Regions from separate parts of the Zea mays genome. Here region 1 is linked to region 2. Evidence: chromatin contacts called from public Hi-C data. All regions are on one chromosome and are shown on one strand. Each heading gives the region's core, a stretch centred on a gene start, on an enhancer-like site or on the middle of the called end of the contact. The rest is flanking DNA. Distances are from core to core; before and after follow the strand shown. Region 1 holds the start of LOC100274133 (Glucan 13-beta-glucosidase). Region 2 holds the start of LOC100283584 (polyadenylate-binding protein 2).

Region 1 (3,196 bases), core at 72-2,571, 360 kb before region 2:
TACTTAAGCAGTTCTTGTAGGTTTACCCTAATGTAAAGTTTAACTAAAACAAACAGTAAGGCCAATACATTTCATACTTCTTTGAAATCAGACCAATACGTTTGAGATACTATCATTTGCCGTAATAACGCAGAGAATTAGCCCCTTGTAAAACAGAAAGCAGCAGACTAATATTTCTTTGAAATCAAACTAATACATTCCATGTACTCTCACCCAGAATGTCTCCCACGTTGAGGCCACATCACGGTCCACTGTCACATTTGAGCCACCACCATTGGCCGCACTAACATACTTGTTTAATACCACTGAGCGGATCTGCACCTGTGTCCCATCCTGCAAACACAACCCCATAGAGGATTAAAACCATGCAGGCATCAGTTTACCAAGAACACACAGTGAATAACTAAGATCAATCCACCTACGAGCATATCCCCATTTGGAATCCCGTCAAAAAGTGATGGCTTAATCCACCCTTCAATGACCAACCATCCTCCCAAGTTAACACCCCTCACTTTAGACAGTCCATCCACTGCAGAGAAAATAGCCACAGATGGTGTTATGCAAAACTTTTATTGAGAACACCATACAACCTAAGACTTGCAGCTTGATTACCATTTTTAACAAGAATCACTGAACTGTAAAATTTTCAGCAAATTTTACTAACTACTTTCTTCAATAGTACAAAGGTATATTTAACTCAGTTAGATAAACAATATCAACAATGTATACAGAAAATTGCATATTTCAGTTCAAATTTATTTTAAAATATACATAAGTGGAATCGCTAAAAGTATACCAAAAAACTGTATGTGAATACAGTGCAGTTCTTCAATCATCAATATCTTTTTGTCCTTGTCCATGCAGAATTCTAATACATTGGTATGTATATCATAATGGATTATTTGCATTTTGCACCAACATCTAGTGATTGGAGTTTACTATTTGCCTGAAATTAGCTCAACATAGAATCTTGCTCCCCGAAAGACATAAACTCATCAGGACTCTAAAGTGCACAAACAAGCATCTCACCTGAGAAGATGCAGGACAAGAAAAGCACCCAAGAAAACAGCACGAAGGCGGAGACAGCAAGACCACCCATGCCGATGCCCTACCAGCCCGCGGGACCAGAGTCTCAGCCACGGGAGGAAGAAGCTATTAAGGCCCCCGAGGCTTCGGATGCCTTCCTTGCCGTGGAGTTTATCCCAAGGCGCCCGCCGCAAGGCCGTACTGGCGAAGGCGGTCGCCATTGGCAATTAAGGAATGGAATTAACGCTTGCTGCTTGCCTCGTCGGGGGAGTGGTAGGAATCCACAAAAAAGAAAGGTTCTCGGCGACGGTGGCAGCCGACAGGAGAGACCGTCCGTGGAAGTAGATGCGCCCCGAGACAACGGCTTTGACTGTAACTACATCAGCAGTTTAAGATCCGTCTCTAGGTATGACAATTTTACCCGCGGGTTCGGATATCCATCGGATATCTGACATGTCGGGTACAGATTCGGACACAAAATTTGACCCATAGATCCTATTCGTACCCGACCTGATTTTATTACGGGTCGGGTATGGATTTGATTTCTTACCCGCGGGTACCCGATGGATATCCGAAAATAGTGATTTTAGATTTTCAACCTATCAGTACGCTAGCTCGCCGTCCATCCTCGACAGCTCATCCTACTGCCATCCCTCCCTGTCTGCTGATGCTTCTGATCTGGTTCTAGTACTAGTGTCAGTATGTTTGATAAAGTGCCAGTATGTAGTAACAGTGCTATCTAGTACAAGTACTTGAGCTTAGGGATGTGTCGGCGTTTCGAGACCGGGGGGTCCCTGGGCCGACGAGTGAAATGTCGCCGCGTGCCCCAGCCCAGATGGGTCGGCGCGAGGCCGAGCGCGAAGGGGGGGAAAGTGGCAGCCGGAGACGGGCGTGAGAGAGGTGGAAATCCCGCGGCCTTCGTGTTCGTCCCGCGCCCAGGTCGGGTGCGCTTGCAGTAGGAGGTTACAAGCGTCCGCGTGGGAAAGAGCGAGGGACTCTACGCGTCGCCCCGTCCTCCTGTGCGGCCAACCCTTTGTAAGAGGGCCCTGGTCCTTCCTTTTATAGGCGTAAGAAGACGATCCAAGTGTACAATGGGGGTGTAGCAGAGTGCTAACGTGTCTAGCGGAGGAGAGCTAGCGCCCTAAGTACATGCCATCGTGGCAGCCGGAGAGGTTTTGGCACCCGGTTCGTGTGGTGTCGTGGCCGTCGGAGGAGCGCTGGAGCCTGGCGGAAGGACAGCTGTCGGAGCCGTCGAGTCCTTGCTGACGTCCTCTTGCTTCCGTAAGGGGGCTGAGAGCCGCCGTCGTCACAGAGCGTGCGGGGCGCCATCATTGCCTATCTGGCGGAGCGAGCCAGATGGGACGTCGGTCTTGTCCCCCGTAGCCTGAGTCAGCTTGGGGTAGGGTAATGATGGCGCCTCCCGTTGACGTGGTCGGTCCGCGCCCTAGGTTGGGCGATGTGGAGGCTCCTCCGAGGCCAAGGTCGAGTCTGTCTTCCGTGGCCGAGGTCGAGTCTGAGCCCCTGGGTCGGGTGAGGCGGAGACCGTCGGCTGAGGCCAGGGCTGAGTCCGAGCCCTGGGGTCGGGCGAAGCGGAGTTCGTCGTCTTCCGGGGCTGAGCCCGAGTCCGAGCCCTGGGGTCGGGCGGATCGGAGTTCGTCGTCTTCAGGGGCTGAGCCCGAGTCCGAGCCCTGGGTCGGGCGGAGCGGAGTTCGCCGTCTTCCGGGGCTGAGCCCGAGTCCGAGCCCTGGGTCGGGCGGAGCGGAGTTTGCCGTCTTCCGGGGCTGAGCCCGAGTCCGAGCCCTAGGTCGGGCGGAGCGGAGTTCGCCGTCTTCCGGGGCTGAGCCCGAGTCCGGGCCCTGGGTCGGGCGAAGCGGAGTTTCCTATGGTGCCTGAGGCCGGGCCTGACTGCCTGTCAGCCTCACTCTGTTGAGTGGCGCAGCAGTCGGAGCAGCGCAGGCGGCGCTGTCCTTCTGTCAGGCCGGTCAGTGGAGCGGCGAAGTGACTGCAGTCACTTCGGCTCTGTCGACTGGAGGACGTGCGTCAGGATAAAGGTGTCAGGCCACCTTTGCATTAAATGCCCCTGCGATTTGGTCGGTTGGCGTGGCGACTTGGCCAGGGTTGCTTCTTGGCGAAGATTGGGCCTCGGGCAAGCCGGAAGTATGTTCGTCGC
Region 2 (3,153 bases), core at 314-2,813:
GGCTGAACAAAGCCATCTCTTTTCCAACTTAATTTCTCCTGTTTACAACACTTAGACACAATACATTAGTCTCTAAAATAATGTACTAAGTCATAGAAACATACCTTTACCCTTGATTTGCACTTTGTCCATCACTTTGCATAAGTCCACTTGTGTTGGCACTTAATCACCAAAATACTTAGAAATGGCCCAAGAGCACATTTCCCTTTCACCTATAATTTCTCACCTTTGGCATTAAGCACTAAAACTGAGACGATGACCATTATTATTGTGCGGAGATATAGATAGCCAAATGGGTCGTGTCTGGCGGGCCGGCCCGAGGCACGACCCATTTAATAGTTCCTGGTCCAGCCCTGCACGAGCATCGTACCGTGCTTGGGCCGTAGCCTCGGTCCGTAGTGCTGGCCCGACACGACTTTATTTTTTTTATTTTACAAAAAAATTGTATATACATATGTATAATTTATATTTAATATAAAAACATTTGAACATGATGTTCTACTGGTTATATAGCTTCAGGCCTGCAGCAGGATAATTTGAAATAGTTGAAATTGGTGATTTAATATAATAGAGATAGAGATAGAGAAGAGAGAAGAGACATATGATACCAAAAACAATCAATTATGGATCGATTGTTGTGATGTGACACAGTAATTTATATTTTGTATATTATATAATTGGGATATTATATATGAAAAATAGAATACCCCGACTAAAAACAGTTGGAAAAACACTTATGATGTCCCGTCTAGTTTCACATTTACTAAAATTAACAAGAAGTATATAAATATAAATTCGGACAGATCAATGTAGAGATCCATTATCCCCTCCAAGCTTAACTCGGGCGCGAGTAAGACGTCTTTTTCCTTTTTTTTTTCTAATCCAGACATCTGTGCGTGGATTCCGAGGTTCCGAAATCCATAGCCGCAGGACGAACCACGTATAAGGAATGGGAGAGAAAGAATAATCTAAATAATATTAACTATTGAATTTGAGTGAGTATGAAAGAAAGATTATCCAGCAATCTGAACTATTGATTTTAAGGTTGTGTTATGACTGGGTGCAATTCATTTGGTAAATTGGGATAAAGTTATAGGTAACGAGGGTAATTTAATTAGACGTGTTTTACAAATTTGAAACCGGTGGGAAGAACGTGATGGGCCAAGAAAACCCAACTACATCACAGCGTCCAGCCCACCCTGGCCTGACACGCTCCCTCCGCGGCTATATGGCCTGTTTGGTTCAGCTTTTTTCTGACCAGCTTTTCTGAAAATCTAGCTGTGGAGAGAATCTGGCTGTGAGGAGAATCTAAGTATCATTACGATTACGTGTGGAGGAAGATAAAATTGTCCATGGGGCTTAGAATCTATAAAGTGGCGGATTACTACTATTGCGACGACTCAACCGATTATATGTTTATGTTGATTTTGAATGGTTTTTACCTAAACGAATTTTATAAAAGCTGGCTGAAAAGCTGAGTGTTTGGCAGTCCGCAACAGCTTTTGATGGCCAGAAGCTGTAAAAAGCCGAAACAAACAGGTGCATAGAAAGCCCTCGAGGCCCCAGTCCATTCCCTAATAATCGGCTATCCTGTCAGTTTCCCTCTCCCCTCCCGAAACCGGATTCCGTACCGAATCTGGTCTCGCCTTGGAGCCGAGGTTGCACGCGGTTCGTCCTGCGGCCATGGAGGACGAGGAGCACGAGGTGTACGGACAGGAGATCCCTGTTGACGGCGAGGACGTCGACATGTCCGCCGGCGACGACGCGACCAAGGTACCGCTCGACGCCCATTCACACCCGACGCCGCTTCCTCGTCGCCCAAACCCTAGCGGTGGTACTGACCCCTCCCATGCGCAGCTTCAGGAGCTCGATGAGATGAAGCGCCGGCTCAAGGAGATGGAGGAGGAAGCCGCCGCGCTCCGCGAGATGCAGGCTAAGGTCGCCAAGGATATGCAAGGTTCGGAACCCTTCCTCCCCCGTCTTCGCAGCTTTCGTCGTATTAGTGATTAGAGATCTGCATCTCAATTCTCAAGAAGTGTTGTTGCGCAAAACATTTGCGTTGGCTTGCAGCTGCTTAGATAGTTGAGACTTGAGAGTTAGCTGACTGTTGGGCAAATTATGGGTTATCTGTTCCTCTCCCCGTAGATTATCCATCCTGGTGGATAATATTGAATGGGTACAGATAACACGTGGATAATCACTGGCCACCTGGTTCTTGTGCCGCCCTTGAGCAAAGAGTCAAAGACGCCTACCGGCACCCTGGTTATCAGCAAGAGGGAGGAAGCCAACCCATCCATCTCCGAGATGGATGGCAACGGCGGTGCGGCAACATCTTCCTCGACGCAGCCAGTGGCGGATCTAGCAAAAGTATATAGGGGGTGCTGAATAAAACACTCTAAAAAAGGTTGCATCACTTGCAGAGATGTTCTTGAGTCTGTGAGGTGAAGACATGCCTAGCTACAATGAAACATAGAAATGGCATACAACTTTTACTAGCAGAAAGGGTAAACTCATCTTATGTTGATACAGGAAACAGGCAAGACATTTTACTGCCTATGCCTCTACCAGTTTCTAGGTTCAAGTATTCTCTAATAATCTAATCAGAAGCACTAGTTGTTTATTCTAAGATGACAGTAACCCCTGAAATCAAAGAGAGAGAGAAAAGAATGCAATATTGCAGGCAATGGATCGACAAGCAAACTTGAAATAAGAAGGCAGATCCATGAACTAAGCTGCCTGCTGGCAGCTGCTCGCTTAACCGAGCAGCTTCTTGACGACCAAGGAATATGGCATCCTTGTCACTGATCTTGGTGCCCTGGTGGCATAGTTCTTAAGGTGGTAAGGCGAGACAATGCGTTGGACCAGCAAAACAGGAACATGGAGGAGGAAGAAAACGAAACAAAAAGAAGGAAAAAAGAAGGGAGTAGGAGGCCCAGCCCACTAGCCAGCCCATATAATCCTTCGCCCGGTTGCCCTCGGTTGCCTCTCTCCTCCATGATTCAGCCACCGGTGGCCTTCTCCCCCACGATTCGCTGCTGCCGCTGATTGAGCTGCCGCCACCTCCTCTGATCCGACTGTCGCTGCCCCCGATTTGGCCGCCGCCTTGATTCGGTACCCCCTTCTCCTTCCCCTCTGCCCTTTGTCCTCTTGCTG

What was found. Hi-C and Micro-C count contacts between places; a contact is called where the count stands out from the background.
Region 1: a contact with region 2 is called in a Hi-C map of ear, with 2.9 times the contacts expected there. The contact joins the promoter of LOC100274133 here to the promoter of LOC100283584 in region 2. A contact is called at or near these places in 2 of 25 Hi-C or Micro-C datasets (ear and leaf).

What each region holds. Positions count from the first base shown.
Region 1 is chr9:7,983,271-7,986,466 of Zm-B73-REFERENCE-NAM-5.0, reverse strand. It overlaps LOC100274133 (Glucan 13-beta-glucosidase), which reads right to left and starts at 1,321. Exons shown (of 10, transcript NM_001360544.1): 1 at 1,030-1,321; 2 at 423-529; 3 at 214-333. The coding sequence starts at 1,099.
Region 2 is chr9:7,621,085-7,624,237 of Zm-B73-REFERENCE-NAM-5.0, reverse strand. LOC100283584 (polyadenylate-binding protein 2) reads left to right here and starts at 1,563. Exons shown (of 6, transcript NM_001156485.2): 1 at 1,563-1,773; 2 at 1,858-1,957. The coding sequence starts at 1,684.